Linked DNA regions of Mus musculus: regions 2 and 3 are each linked to region 1. A link is a contact called in public HiChIP or PLAC-seq data. All regions are on one chromosome and are shown on one strand. Each heading gives the region's core, a stretch centred on a gene start, on an enhancer-like site or on the middle of the called end of the contact. The rest is flanking DNA. Distances are from core to core; before and after follow the strand shown.

Region 1 (4,797 bases), core at 1,473-3,972:
CCTTGCCCCTCCTAATTCAAATGCGGCAGGAAGAGAATGCTGCGGTACCCAGGCAGGGCCACACCCATGGCCACAGCCAGAGTCCACCCAACACACAGCAGAGCAGGAATACCTAGACCTTAGTTGAAGCAGAACCTGTCCTGGGTCAGAGGAAAATAGGCTCTCCTGAAACGGGGACAGTGGAGTTCTGCAAAAACAACCCTGGTATTCTACAACGGGGAGCCATGACGGGGCTTTGGCAGGACAGTCTCTTATGCTCTCTGTGTAGGTCAAAACCCTGACCTTGAGATTAAAGGCTAAGAAATTCCTCTTCTGACTGTGGGAAAAGGTTGTGTCCCAGCCTGGTAGGTGTGAACAATTAGAGCATCAGAGTTGGTGTGTAAGGAGGACTGGCAGGGGCACAGGATGTCCTCCTGGGTGAGTGTGTATCCTACATCCTCTGCCAGGTCTCCCTCCCCTAGCCCTACTCCCCTTAGGCATGTCTTGTCTCTTTGAAGAATCATCCCTCCCTTGGCCAGGTATTGGGGTCGGGGGTCTTTCCCTGGGCTCTTGCTCTGTAGTCAGACCTATATGTGCCTCTTCCCCCTGCCCCCCCCCCCCAGCCTACCATTCTCAGTACCAGAGCTCCCTAGAGGTGAGTGGTTCGGGTGGAGTCTTTAGGGATCTTTTGCTAACATTCAGCAACTGTCACCATCAACCCCTACACATCGAATCTAGAGTCTCTGTTGCGAATCTTCCCACCAGCGATTGGCCCAGCACGGATCACTTATATCTCCATCGAATGCTGCAAAGGCTGGGGCGGCTAGCCTCTCCACTAGCTCAGGGCGTGGCCCAGCCTCCTGGTTGGCTAGTGAAATCTTAGGAGCCCCTCAAGCTGCTTTTGATGCAGTCCAAGCTACCCAGGCATGCACCAAACTCGAGTGTGCTCAGCTGTGCACAGCACAAGCACGTTCCCAGGGCCACTGGACCCCGTTAATACTCCTAGTGGAAAATAAGAATAAACGAAATCCTCACAAGGGAGACTATTACAGTGAAATTGTTTCTTCTTTGTGTAATAATCTCCCACCCACTGACCCCCCTCACTGTTTGAAAGGGTGGCTAGAAGCCCTAAAGAAAACAAGTGGAGGATGAAAGGTGGGCTCGGTTTACTGGGTTTCTTAGAAGGCTTGATTGACCTCGGAACAGAAATCTAGAAACATGATGCCCAAGGTTTGTCTAGGCAGAGGGTGATGCAGGCTAGACTGACTGTGCACGGAGTCTCAGGGCGGACGTGTAACACAGGTACCTGGCTCAGTGTGAAAACTGGACTCTTAGTCCTCAGGAGGTTAGCCAGCAGGAAACCTAGAAGGCCCTGTCCTAACTATCTCTGACAGAGACGGCGCCCAATAGGGCACCCGCCCCCCATCTCTGTCCCTAATCTCCTAATCAGAATTGCATCCCTTGCGCTAGCAGATCTTTCTACTTAGTGTAGGGGTGCCAAGGATGAAGGAAGGGCTCAGCCTGTAGGGCTCCGCAGAACTGAGCGATCCCTGATGCCTGGGCTGCATCGCCACTGCCGGTAACTATTGGATACACCGACTAGTAAAACATCCGAGACATGTTCCGGGGGCAGGATTCTGGGGACCTGGGAGCAGCCCTTGCTAACCGAATTGGTTCGGACTCAGAACTGGTATCCGCTTGCTCCAGGCCGGAGGATACAGAAGGAAGGCAAGCTGAGTTCTTGGACCAGCTTTTCCCAGGGGACTGGGCGGGGCAGGCTCCGGGCCACGGAAGCGATAACCAACCTGCAGTGAAACCCTGAGAAGGGGCTGGAGAAACCAGCTCGACGCAGGAACGCTCCCCAGCCCGCGTCGCGGCCAGCCTCCCGGCCTTGCACTTCCTCCCAGGCCCAACAGGGCGGCGAAACTCCCGGGACCCCAGCCGAATTCCTCCGGGAGGCGACATTAGGGCGGGCAGCATCAGGCACCGAGCCAAACCCAACCTAGGCTCAAAATGCCCCCCGCTTTCTTCCCGCCCCGGGAACCGCACTGGATGCGGTGCACATGGTACTGAGGGCCCCGTCCCCTGGCACCTCGCCGGCATCCCCGCCAAAAGGCCAAGGAAGTCAGGAATTCACAGTGCCGCGTCATCCCCGAAGGCCACAGCCACGACGTGGCCTCTGCTTGCCCCTCCGGCCGCCCACAAAACTGGGTGCTAGAACTGTTGGCCCTCCGGCACCCGCTCCACCTTCTCCCTGGCCCAGCACTGGCTCCGCCCGGCCCCGCCCCGCACACTCACCTGCGCCGGCTCCGGGCTGGGCTCACCGCCGCCTCCCAGCTCTGCTCCGAGTCCACACCCGAGGAACTAGGCAAAAAAAGGGCCCTCGTTTGGAGCGGGCCCAATGGACAGAACTTGAGGCGTGCCCAGGTTGAGCCGAGAGCGGCGCCCCAAATCACCAGGACCTTGGCGGGAGGAGGTGGCGCCGGAGCGCGGAGCCCAGCGGGGGAACAAAGAGGAGCCGGGATGGGGCCGCGCGCTTCCTGGGTGTCGGGTGACAGGTCTGCAGGGGAAGGCCCCGGCCGAGCCACCTGAGGAGGAGCCTCTTCCACGCAGCAGGCGGGGTAGGGCTGAATGGTCACCGAGCCCCAGAGGCAGACGAAAGGGGTGCACCAGGTGTGACGATCGTGTTCAAGGAAGGAGGCTAGCAGGCTCCGGCGCCGAGACCCGGGGGCTCGACGGAGTGCAGAGATAATGACTCCGGGAGGGTTTTACCGCCCCCAGCGCCCCGCCCGCCCCCCGCGCCGCGCCATTGGCTCAGGTGCTGTGGGGCGGGGGAGGGACGGGAGGCGGACCGAAGATGATTCACCTTGAATGTTGCTCCGGTTGGTGCGCGTCGTAGGGCACGCCCGACCGGGACTGCGGATACGTCGCGAGCCCCGCCTGTTCGCCGAACCCAGCTGGGTTTGGCCCCTAAGGGGTCCCGCTGCCCACTCGCTGTTCTAGCCTCCTACCTTGGGCTGGGGTGCCGCCGGCCGAGGTGTGCCCCGATGCCCTACCATCCCACCTCCCTCTGAACCCCTTGCTAGCCAAGGTGTGTGTAGCACAGCAAACTTGGAAATCCGACTCTGGGCTGGGGGAGGGGAAGTGCGTTTGGAGGCCAGGAGTACTGTGGGACCACACTAGACGGTACTCTGCAGCCGGAGAACTGGCCACAGTCTGTTCTGCCTCGGTGGGAGCACCCTGGCCCGAAGGTAGAGAGTTGGAGTGGGCACCAGAGGCTCGCCACTCGTCCTAACCCACCTTTGCCTAGCCCTGAAGCCTCACAGGTGTCTGGCCGCCGCCGCCGCAGGGAACAAAGACCGCCTGTCCCGGAAGGGGGAGGGGAAGGGAAGCCACCCCCAGACCCCTTCCCATCTCCCTTCCTGCCCCTCCACTGCCGCAGTGGCTCCCCCGGGAGGGGGCGGGGCCATCTGGAACGAGGACGGGGATTAGATCCCTCGGAACCTTCTTAGCTAGGATGCCACCCCGGAGCCTCTGGGGAGGAGCAGAGTTAAGGTACACCCTAGCTGTCTCGTTTGAAGTGGCCTCTTCCTTCTCCCCAGCATCCTGAGACCAGAGAGTGCGCACATCCCCCTCCCCTGCTTTGAGCGCCCTCCCATTCCCTGCCGCGCCCGGCTGCCCCAGACGGCAACCACAGTTCAAAACCAGATTAAAATAAAACGTTAATCCGCCTTCCTCCCTTTTAGCTCCTAGTTCTCCCAATGAATCCGGGCAGGTCTGACCGCCTAGAAGCCTCTAAAACCGGGTGTGGGGGTGGGGTGGGGCTTAGCTGATGTTCCCACCAAACTAAAGGGCCCTTGCGCTGAGACTGAAAACCTTGAGCTCAAGCGAAGTAAATGGATTAGGGGAACCGAGCCCCTGGATTCCTCCCTCCCCTGCTGTCTGCCAGGGTCCGAGAATGACGCTGCAGATACGAACCCTTCTAGATACTCAGCTCCTGGGCAAGACCTGCTTCAGCCATGGATGTTACAGACAGATGGCTCCGGAGGCAAGACCCACCCCAAGGCAGGAAGGCCAGGACCCGCTTGTCCCTCTCCCAGCACAGTTGGGGATGGGACGTGATGCACCAGAACCGAACAGGAAGAGCAGGGCACGACCCGACAGACCTCAGGGGGGTGTGGTGACTCTACATTAACCCTCCCTGTCCCGCCTCCTTCCCTTTCCATCCCTGTGGCCCTGAACCTCACTGCCGGCCGGCATCTCCACTCACGCCCTACCTGGTCCCTAGGCCTGTCCGGCACCAGGCGGTCACAGCTCTGTGTGCTCGGACGCGCAGGCCACACCGGCTGCGAGTGACCCCCTAGTCCTGCCGCGCCCCTTTATAGCGTACGCCCCGCCCCCCCGCGCCTCGCCTGGGCCCATTCACCTGCTGTCGAGAACCAGACACCGCAGAACGGAAAGCTAGCCGCTCGGCTGCGGGGTCCCGCCGTCGGACTCGAAGGGCGGGGGCGCGGGTGAGATGGATCCGGTTTCTACCTTTCTTAAATGCTCTGTTGAAAGTCGAGACAGCCCCCGCCCAAGAGCCAGCGTCGCTTGCTGCCCGCGCAGCTCCCTTCTCACCCTGAGACCCCCCAGCCTCACTCTAGGAGGGGCCGTGAAATTGCACCCGCAAGGTCCTCATACATATTTTAGGTAGCAGGCTCGACCAGTAACTGGAGCTGGACCGGAGTGGTGAGGGGGCGGTCCCCAGGGACCCGATATCCCAGATCGCTTACAGCCCGGGGCTCCGGTCGGTGAAGAGCTCGGACGAACCCAGAT
Region 2 (4,797 bases), core at 1,674-4,173, 230 kb after region 1:
CACTGAGTCCAGTTGGTGTTCCCTGCACGTGTGGGTGGGGTGTGGATTTATACTCTGGAGCATGAGCAACTATCAGTAGCCACACCCTTGAAGAAAATGACCCTCATCCAGGAGCCATCAGTTGTCCAGAGTTCCTCAGCTGGAAGCAGAGCCTCACACGACACAGACCTGTGCTGGAATGTTGATCAGCCTGGTCTTGTGCAGGCAACTATAGCTGATATTTATGTGAACTGCAGTGAGTTGAGTCTCGTAGCACTGCCTCCCGTCTTTCAGCTCCTACATACTTTCTGCCTTTACCCAATGAGCCATTTTATTGGCCCTCATTGCTCCCCCTGCCCCCAGTGCCCTTAAGCCTTCAACATGATCATGTTATACTGTCATGTGATGCTAGTGATTGCAGACATTCAACGGGAAGTTCTCTTAATTCATTAGGGGTGGCAAAATGGTGGTATCCTACCATTCCTTGTTTATACAGAATTCTCCTAGAAAGACAACATTTCTTGGCTCTGGAGAGATGGCTTAGTGATTAAAGAGCACTGACTGCTCTTCCAGAGGTCCTGAGTTCAATTTCCAGAAATCACATGGTGGCTCATAATCTAATGGGATCCAGTGTCCTCTTCTGGTGTGTCTGGAGACAGCTACAGTGTACTTGTATGCTTAAATTAAATGAATAAACCTTTAAAAAGGATATTTCCTTATATTAGAATCAGGTTGTTCAGTTGGTACAATTCATTTTTAAAAAAATGTATATATGAGTGTTTTGTTTGCATGTATGTCTGTGTACCTTATGTGTGCCTGGTACCATTGACACCAGAAGAGGGAATTCGACTCTTTGGGACTGGAGTTACAGGTGGTTGTAAGTTACCATGTGGGTACTGGGAATCAAATCCAGGTCTTCTCGAAGAGTGGCCAGTGCTTTTAGCTGCTGGGTCATCCCTCCAGCTGGGGGAGTACAATTCTTTAGAAAAATTAACTCATTAGGGGTTTTTTTTTTCTCCTGTTTTAGGATCACAGACTTTGGTTTTGGGGAGCGGCTGGGGACAGTCTCATAAATCACAGAGTGGCTCTAAACTCATTATATAGCCAAGGCACTTGAATTTATGGGCCTCCTACTTCTGCCAGTGAGGTGTTGGGCTGGGGAGACAGGCAAGCACCATCACGCTAGGCTTCTGTTTGGTCCAGCCTTTTTTCTTAAATTTAATTTAATTTAATATATCTGGGTGTTTTGCCTGCCCTTATGTCTGTCTGTACATCACTTGCATGCCCAGCACCCAGAGGAGGTCATAACAGAGCGTCTGATCCTGAATTTGGACTTACAGATGGTTGAGAGCTGCTCTGTAAGTCCTAGGAATCGAACCAAGGTCCTCTGGACGACCAGCCAGTGCTCTGCATACATCCTTCTAGCTCTTGGTGGTCCTGGGTTTGTTTGTTTGTTTGTTTGTTTTTGTTGTTGTTGAGTCTGGATTTTATGCCGCTAAGGTTGGCCTTGAACTTGTAATGTATCTATCTGAGTGGGGCTGGATTTGAATGCCTGATCTTTCTGCCACCATCCTCGGTTGGGGATTACAAGAGTGTGTCACCATGCTGAGTTTTATACTGTGGCAGGAGACTGTACCTTTGGTGCTAGACAAGTATTTTAAGCAACTGAGCTACCTTCATCCCCAGCTCCATGGGTTTTCTTTTTATCAGATGTCAAACATTTCAATAAACTGTATCATAATGCATAATGGATAAAAATACTTCTTTTCCTACAGAAACTGGGTGTGGAGACAAAAAACCAAAATTTCATGACGACATGAAATTTGCTCACTGAGATCAAAGGAGACTTCTGGTCTCAGCACTTTCTCCTTCTCCACCCCACTCCTTAAAAAAAAAAAAAATCCAACATGTGAGGTTCTCATGTGTGAAACATCAAGGGGGTCAGCAGTCCATCAGATTAGATCTTGAAAGGTTTTGTTTCCCTTGAGAAATTTATGTTTTTTTTCCTTATTTGGAAACAGCAATGTGTATCTGCATTTTCCCACTGTGCACTGCGCCTCCCCAACTTCAAAGCCAAATTTTCGGTTTAATTTTGAAACGATGGGAATTTCTGATATTTACATTTTAAAATCACATCGTCCGTTCCATTTTCTATCGTTAACTGTGTATATTGTAAGACAATTGAGGTGGATTGTTTGTGTGTGTGTGTGTGAGTAAAACATTTACTTGATCGTGTGTCATCTAAGAGAGTATCTTTTTCTATTGTTTTTTTCTTGGCAGGCATACACAAGCCGCGTGTTTAAATAAAGATCTTCACTGATGCCTGAAAGATTTTCTTATTGAAATTTTCACTTGTGTTTCTATGATTACTCTAATATCGAACAGTTTTCGGTATTTGCTAATCGGGTTTAAAGCTGTTTGCTCTTGACGTGGCTTTTGCAGGGGAAGGGTCCCGGCAGTGCCACCGTGAGACAAAACAAATGATGAAAGCCAGGAGTTTTTTAGATTTCATCTGACTCCTCCCCCTGCCCCCACCTCCCGTGAGCCCTTTGTGTGTGGCAACAGTCCGCAGACCGGGGCTCAGTTTGCAGAACTGCAGACAGATGTACCAACACCAAGTACATGCATTGTGTACCTATGATGTTTCTAAATGCAGTGCTTATGGGACAGAATTCCGGAGTATCGACCATGCTGAGGCAGCGACCCTGCTTGGGAGTCTCCTCTGGCGTAGCCTCCCCGCTCGGTCTTCGACTATCTGGTCTGAGCCCCCAGCATCCCGGAGAAGCGGGCGAGCTCCGGGAATCGATGCGCTCTCTGAGCGTCTGCTTACGCCTTTTCTCCCCCCATCTCTTTTAGCTATAGCTATGGTTACCACGTCTCTCCCCGCCTCCCTCCACCTGCCAAGAAAGAGACTGCCCATTGGTCCACTGTCACCAAGGCGGCCAGCCATTGGTTGCTGGAGAGCCCGGCGCTACCCCGGCCCCCGTCTCCCGGGTCTCTTGAGGAGCCCGGGAAGGAGGCTCGGCTCGCGCTGCCGGGGCAGGGGCTTGCCGGGACCGGGCTGCGGCAATCGTTAGCGGGCCATGTCGGCTGCCCAGGGCTGGGACCGGAACCGCCGGCGGGGAGGAGGCGCGGCCGGCGGGGCCAGCGGGGTTAGCGGGGCCGGCGCGGCCGGCGGGGGTCGGGGCACCGGACAGCTCAACCGATTCGTGCAGCTCTCGGGACGGCCGCACCTGCCAGGTGAGTGGTGGGGCCGCTGCCGGCGAGAAGGTGGCGGTCGCCGGGCTCTGCTGCCCCTCGGACACACAGCCGAGGGAGGACAGGGAAGCAGAGCAGCAGGAAGGTGGCGTTGAGGTCAGGAGGGGAACCGGAGCACGCCGAAGAGAAGTCTCGCTGTGTCGACAGCTCGGGGAGGAGAGTTGTATTTTCCTCCCGACCGAGAGGCCGCTGTCTCTTTGACATTCCCAAATGTTTCGCTTGCCCGGTTCTTAATCTTTTCCTCTTCCGCGGATGGATGTTGTGAAAGAAAGACATTGGTGTTTAACTGTGGAAAATTATTTCAAAAGGAGTGCCAAATTAAGGAGAGGAGAGCAATATAGAAGTGATTTTGTTTGAAAGGAAAAAAAAAAAGCCAACCAACTGTGTCAGAGTTGGATATTTTGAAATGGAATGAGCATGTGAAAGTGTGTGTGTGTATGTATGTATGTGTGTGTGTGTTGGCTAGGGAGTATATGGGAAAGAAAATAAAAAAGATTAAGGGAAATGGTTGAATCAGTAATATTTGGGGATGTACAGAGACAGAATGGGTAATGGTGACTAGATTTTAAAAGGGGGAAATGAAGATCATGAATATAAAGAAACGAAAGGATGTGATCCCGGTATCAAAACTGAAAATTGGAAAAATATACCTACTGCTAAAAATTTCATGGTCTTTGAGTTCACATGTTTTAAAAAAAACAAAACAAAGTCATGTAGGTATGTGTGTAAACAGTTGTAAAAAGCGTACGTTTACAAATTTTCAGTCTGTTAAAAGGTAGAGAATTAAATCATGCACAGAATGCTAAATCATTTTATTGGGCAGTCGTGTTTTTTTTTTTTTTTCACCGTGAAGAGAATTGTCAGGAATGATGTACTAGACCTTCGCCATGTTTTTTTGTGTATGTGTGACTAGTGTTAAGTTGATTGTATCAGTGGTATATTTGTTTAGATGTTTTGAGAACCTGATTGTTTCTGAATTGTGTTTACTATTGTGACTTGTTCTTCTAGGTGGTAAAAAAAATCAGTTGATTAATTTAAAGATAACAAAGGGGATTTTACTTATTCAGAGAGATAATTACTAATATTTGTGATATGGTTTTTGATGTGTGCCAGAAATGTTCATTAACCCATTTGTTCATGCCATTAAAATAAAATTGAGACATTTGTAAATAATCAAATATACCATAAATTGGATTTGAATAAACAGTATCAGACTGGTATTCTGGAATTGCTAAATATGTGATGTTTAACAAGAAAAAAGGAGACATTTTTTTTTGTTATCATCAGTTAACAACAAAACCCTAGGTTTTCTGCATTACTAAGCCTAGAAGATAAATCCCTTGGCAAGGACTATTCCCAGTTTGCTCTCTGCCTGCAATCTTTTAAGTCTTTGGTCATAGATTAATTATTACACCATGAACTTCATGTGGGCATTCTCAGGGTCCTGCAACATACTGGTGCAGTTCCTCTCTGCTACCACATGAGGGCAGGGTAAGCCATGATTTCAAATAAGGGTCTGAAGTATGGCGCTATTTCTGCATTCCCTTAGCACAGGAGGAC
Region 3 (4,797 bases), core at 829-3,328, 180 kb after region 1:
TGGGAGAACTCTCAACCGAGGAAGTGACTGCATTGGGCTTGCCTGTGGGCATGTCTGTGGGGATATTTTCTTGATTGCTAACTGACGGAGGATGGCCCAGCCCTCGGAGGATGGTGCCATCCGGGGGCGGATAGGCCCGGGTTGTATTATAAAAACAGCTGAGCAAGCCAGGGAGAGCAAGTCAGTTACCAGGGCTCCTTCCGACCTCTGCTTCACCTCTGCTTCGTTTCTGTCTCATTTTCCTGCCTGACCTCCCTCAGAGATGGAGATGTAAGATGAATAAACCCTTTCCTCCCCAGGAGGCTTCCAGTCAGAATGGCTTATCACAGAAAAAACAAAACAAAACAAAACAAAAAAACCCCAAAACCAAAGACTGAGCAGGGTGCCCTGCAACCCATACTGGGGTCTGAATGCTGACCTCAGGTCTCCAGGCTTGCGTGGAGCATCATGCTGGCCCTGACATGGAGATTACAGGTATGGACGGCATCTACTGCCAATCTCACTTTTAAACTGGCAGAGTGTTTTCATGTACAAAGTCATACGTAGACTCGGTGCCCTGATTTTCCCCTCAGATTATAGAGTGGTAAGAGACTTCTTGGTTCCCAGGTTCTGTCCTGGAGCCAGGCCAGCATACCTTTAATCAATCCCAGCACTCAAGAGAGACAGGCAGATCTCGGAGTTTGAGGCCAGCCTGGTCTACAGAGAAGAGACCCAGGACAGCCAGGGCTACACAGAGAAACCCTGTCTAGACAAATCAAACCAAAAAATAAGAACAAAAAAATGAAGGGTTCTGTCCTGGGGAGTTCCATTATGAGCCCCGTCTAATGGGGTGGTACTGAGGGTGAGGCCGGACCATCTCCTGACGGACTCCTGCTACAGGAGCCCAACTGCTCTCTGCCGACAGACACAATCATCCTGTGTGGAGCTATCTTAAAGGCCAGAGTGGGGAGGCACCCAGGTTGGCAGCTTAACCAGAAAGCCAGTCATTATGACACTGAGGTCATTCTTTTAGTCAGCAAGGCCAGAACTAGGTCTCCCTCCACCCTCCCTCCGCTCCCTCCCCCAGGGGGGCAGTCTGTAATCAGGCTCACTTCAAGAAGGGTAGAAAGCATGAGGGGCTGTGGGCGGCAACAGGAGCGCTGAGGCTCAGATGGCAGAGGGTGTCACCAACCCTCTAGTGCTGTGGGAGTTGCGGAGAGAGGCCAGGCAAAGCTCTCGGGCAGGCGCTTGGTGGTCTACTCTCCTGGGGAGCAGAGAACTTCATTCCTACCCCAAAAGGATGGCTCCCTTAAAACAGACAAGCATCATGGTACATACCTGTGATCCCAGCACCTGCAAGGTAGAGGCAGGAGGATGGAGAGTTTAAAGCTGACTACAAGAGAACCTGTCTCAAATATCAAAACACAAGGCAGGGTGAAGGGGCACAAGCCTTGAACCCCAGCTCGTGGGCGGCTTGGCAGGCAGAATCTCTGAGTTTGAGTCCAGCCTTACAGTCACTACATAGCAAGAGGCATGTCAGCCAGGCTTACAGAGGGAGATACAGACCCTGTCAGGAAAAAAAAAAAAAAAAGGAAGGAAGGCCGGGTTGTATGCCTTAAGTCCCAGCACTCTGAGTTCGAGGCCAGCCTGGTCTATGGAGTGAGTTCCAGGACAACCAGGGCTACACAGAAAAACCCTGTCTCAAAATAAATAGATAGATAACTAAAATAAAACAGGGAGGGGAAAAAACAAAAACAAAAACAAAAACAACCAAGAGAACAGGTTGGTGAGATGGCTGCTGTTATGACAAGGACCCACCTAAAGGTAGACAGACAGAATCAACTCCAAAGTTGTCCTCTGACCTCCACTCTTGTGCCATGATAGACCCCTCCAATCACACACACATCTTTTTTTTTTAAATTAAAAAAAAAAATTAGGGGCTGAAAAGGTGACTTAAGAGTTAAGAACAAGTGTTGCTCTTCCAAAGGACGTGAGTTCAATCCCATACGTCTATGTCAGACAACTCACTTCCTGTGACTCCTGCTCTAGGAGACCTATGGCTTTTGGCACACACACACACTCTCCCTCTCCTTCTCCCTCTCAAAAACAGAAGCAAAACAAAACAGCACCCACCCACATCACTTCCTGTTTCTTGCCCGACCTCACTCACGGCCCCTTTGGCTTTTTTTTTTTTTTTTTAATAGGACCTCATGTAGCCCATGCTGGCCTTGAACTCACCACTTATCCAAAGCTGACCTTGAACTCCTGACCCCTCTGCCTCTGCCTCCCGAGTCTGGGTTCACAGCTTTCCATGTTGGCCTTCTAGTGCACAGATGAGCCCTGCTATGGGTGCAAACATTCCCCTCACAGAGGGTACCCCCAGTTTTTCTCCTGCCACACCCTTGCCTCCCTAATGCACTAAATCCAAAGAGCTGGGGACTTTCTTGTCATTTATCCTCATTTTTAACGCCTCAAAGAATGTTTTCTAACTCTGTTGTGATTTTAAGACTGATTTTTTGAACCACGGCACCCATATTTGCCCTCCTTTTACTTTGAAAAATTCCTGGGCTAAGTTTATGGGAACTGAGCCCAGATCACAGCTGACCACTGAGGAGCAAGAGAGCTGGGGCCCCTGCAGACCAGTAAGGTTCAGGGAGAGGATGGAGGTGTGGACCGTGTGGTGGAAGGAGGAGGCCACTGCCCTGTTCATTCTATGCCTTTTACTTTGACCTGTGAAGTGATTTTTCCAGAGACTCTGGGATCCCAGCATTGTGCTCACCTCGCAGTAGGCATTAGGCCTTCTGGCCTCTGATCTGGGGTGCTCACCTGCCTCAACTGGCTTTCTGAGGGGAAAAGAGGCAGGAAGTGGTGCAGCTGACCAGACTGAGCACAGGGAAGGCGCTCCTGACTCCCTGTGGCCTGCTAGTCCAGATCCAGGCTCAAGTGGCCGCAGGATAGATGACTCAGGTAAGCCGTGCAGGCCAAACAGGCAGTGTCCACAGCCCAGCAGGCCGGGCCTATAATTAGCTTGCCTGTTGTCTTCTTAGCACCATCTCCTAAGGGTGGCCCTGCTGGGCCCTGAGCCAAGGCTGGAGGAGGCTGGCAAGAATGTGGTTATCTCACTTGGTGTTTGGTTGCCCAAGATGCTGCTTCCCGATGCTTCTAAAACTGGGCATCGAGCTGAAGTACCAGCACCTCTGCTGATGGGGGAGAGCCACTGGGCGAGAAGAATCCTTCCCATAGCAAGGATGAGCTAGCGAGACATTCTGGGATGTTTTTGCCTGAGCCCAGTGCCCATTTCTTTTCCTCAGACCCAAAAGTCCCTACAGCCTGGAGACACGGGTGGCCAGGTGTGCAGCTAAGGATTGCTTAGCAACCACGTAACAAACATCAGGTCCCTTAGCTCTTAAGCAGCCCTTTGACATAGACACTGACTACTCCTGCCCCTTTTACATATCAAGAAGCAGAGGCCCCAGGAGCTGGCTCAGAAGACAGACTGATAACAAGGGCATCCAGTATTTGAGTCCAGATGGCCAGATCCCGACTGACTCTGAGCTGGCTTGGCCACAACCTGTGTGCCGTCTTGGCTGTCACTCCCCACTCTGACCTTGGCTGAATGCAGGGAGTCAGGCCATAGTCTTTGCAACTTTGTGTCTGGTTCTACCGCTGGACAGGTATGGAAAGGGCACTGGGTGGAAGGCCCTCCCTTCCCTGGCCCTGGACAGCCATGTTTACTTCTGGTTGGGAAGTGTGGCTTCATAGGCACCTGACTGACCTGACGGGGTGGTAATGAACTCATGACCTGTACCACTGACTCACGGGCCAAAGCTGCTTCCCCACTCCATTCCTCAGTTTCCCCGGTGGATCAAGGGGCAGTAATGACCTCTTTGTGTTCCGTGCCGCCATGAATCGGGGTCAGTGAGCATCAGTCACACACCCTGGAATGCTCACAAGGAAAGGGTCATCTGCCGGGCCCGAGCTGCACGGTTGCCCGTGATGACATTGCTCTGGCCCTTGGCCCTGTGGCCACGTCCTCCAGGTTTTGTTACTGGCTTAACTCTGTGGGCTGGGTTTGGAGTGACTCAGCCTGAGTGTTGGTGACACCTTGGGAGGACTGGCGTCAGTGCAGCCATGTGGAGCAAGGTGGCTGCCAGTGGCTCGTCTCCTCTTGTGGCTTTCTCTTCTGGCTTCCCAGTCAGTCTGGTCTTTAGGCATTTCTGCACGCCTCTAATGGTGGATACAATGTCTCTAATGCTGGATACAAGGGATTAGCCCTGAACTTTAAGGAGAGCATCCTCAGGAGTGCCTTTAATCCCAGCACTCGAGAGGCAGAGGCAGGAGGATTTCTGAGTTTGAGGCCAGCCTGATCTACAGAGTGAGTTCCAGGACAGCCAGGGCTATACAGAGAAACCCTGTCTCAAAAAAAAAAAAAAAAAAAAAAAAAAAAAAAAAAAGGAGAGCATCCTCCACTTCTCTGGATCTTCACTAAATACATTCTCTTTCCTCTTCTCTGGGCACCCACCTCCATGCTGTCCATTTTCCTATCACTGGACTGGTCTGTGCTACAAAGCAGGCAGCCCCAACTTCCAGTCTACACTGACTTAGACAAGACAAAGCCAGATGCTGTGGCGAGGCTGGCGAGGTGGTGTCTGCCTTCCATAAGAGCGCTAGGGAGGCACATGGAGGTGGGTCTCTGTGTCTGAGGCCAATCTAGTCTAAATAGAGCAGAGGTTCTCAACTTGTGGGTTGCAACCCAACGTGGGAGGGGTTGTCAAGTGACCCTTTCACAGGGGTCACATAAGGCCACCGGAAAACTGG

What was found. HiChIP or PLAC-seq counts read pairs in DNA pulled down with a chosen protein or histone mark.
Region 2: a FOXA1 HiChIP or PLAC-seq map of pancreatic cancer cells shows a contact between it and region 1. The contact joins the promoter of Klhdc10 here to the promoter of Mirc35hg in region 1. A contact is called at or near these places in 1 of 484 Hi-C or Micro-C datasets (embryonic stem cells), 3 of 115 datasets of contacts at active chromatin or transcription factors (embryonic stem cells and pancreatic cancer cells) and 2 of 9 other capture datasets (adipose tissue and pancreatic islet).
Region 3: an H3K4me3 HiChIP or PLAC-seq map of craniofacial prominence shows a contact between it and region 1, with 4 times the contacts expected there. The contact joins the enhancer-like site here to the promoter of Mirc35hg in region 1. A contact is called at or near these places in 11 of 39 promoter capture datasets (the 3T3-L1 cell line, the C10 cell line, the HPC-7 cell line and 8 more), 6 of 484 Hi-C or Micro-C datasets (CD4 T cells, bone marrow-derived macrophages, embryonic stem cells and 2 more), 15 of 115 datasets of contacts at active chromatin or transcription factors (craniofacial prominence, double positive thymocytes, effector CD8 T cells and 7 more) and 1 of 9 other capture datasets (liver).

What each region holds. Positions count from the first base shown.
Region 1 is chr6:30,171,403-30,176,199 of GRCm38.p6, forward strand. It overlaps Mirc35hg (microRNA cluster 35, host gene), which reads right to left and starts at 2,723. Exons shown (of 2, transcript NR_126540.1): 1 at 2,278-2,723.
Region 2 is chr6:30,398,932-30,403,728 of GRCm38.p6, forward strand. It overlaps Klhdc10 (kelch domain containing 10), which reads left to right and starts at 2,924. Exons shown (of 10, transcript NM_029742.3): 1 at 2,924-3,219. The coding sequence starts at 3,063.
Region 3 is chr6:30,352,848-30,357,644 of GRCm38.p6, forward strand. No RefSeq gene overlaps it. Among named protein-coding and RNA genes, the nearest start is that of Zc3hc1, 36 kb to the right of the region's middle. Within about 2 kb of position 2,079, at least 87 of the 459 cell types and tissues checked have an H3K27ac peak or open chromatin away from gene starts, as enhancers often do. A contact at or near this core is called in the HPC-7 cell line, bone marrow-derived macrophages, double positive thymocytes and 2 more, where this site is marked.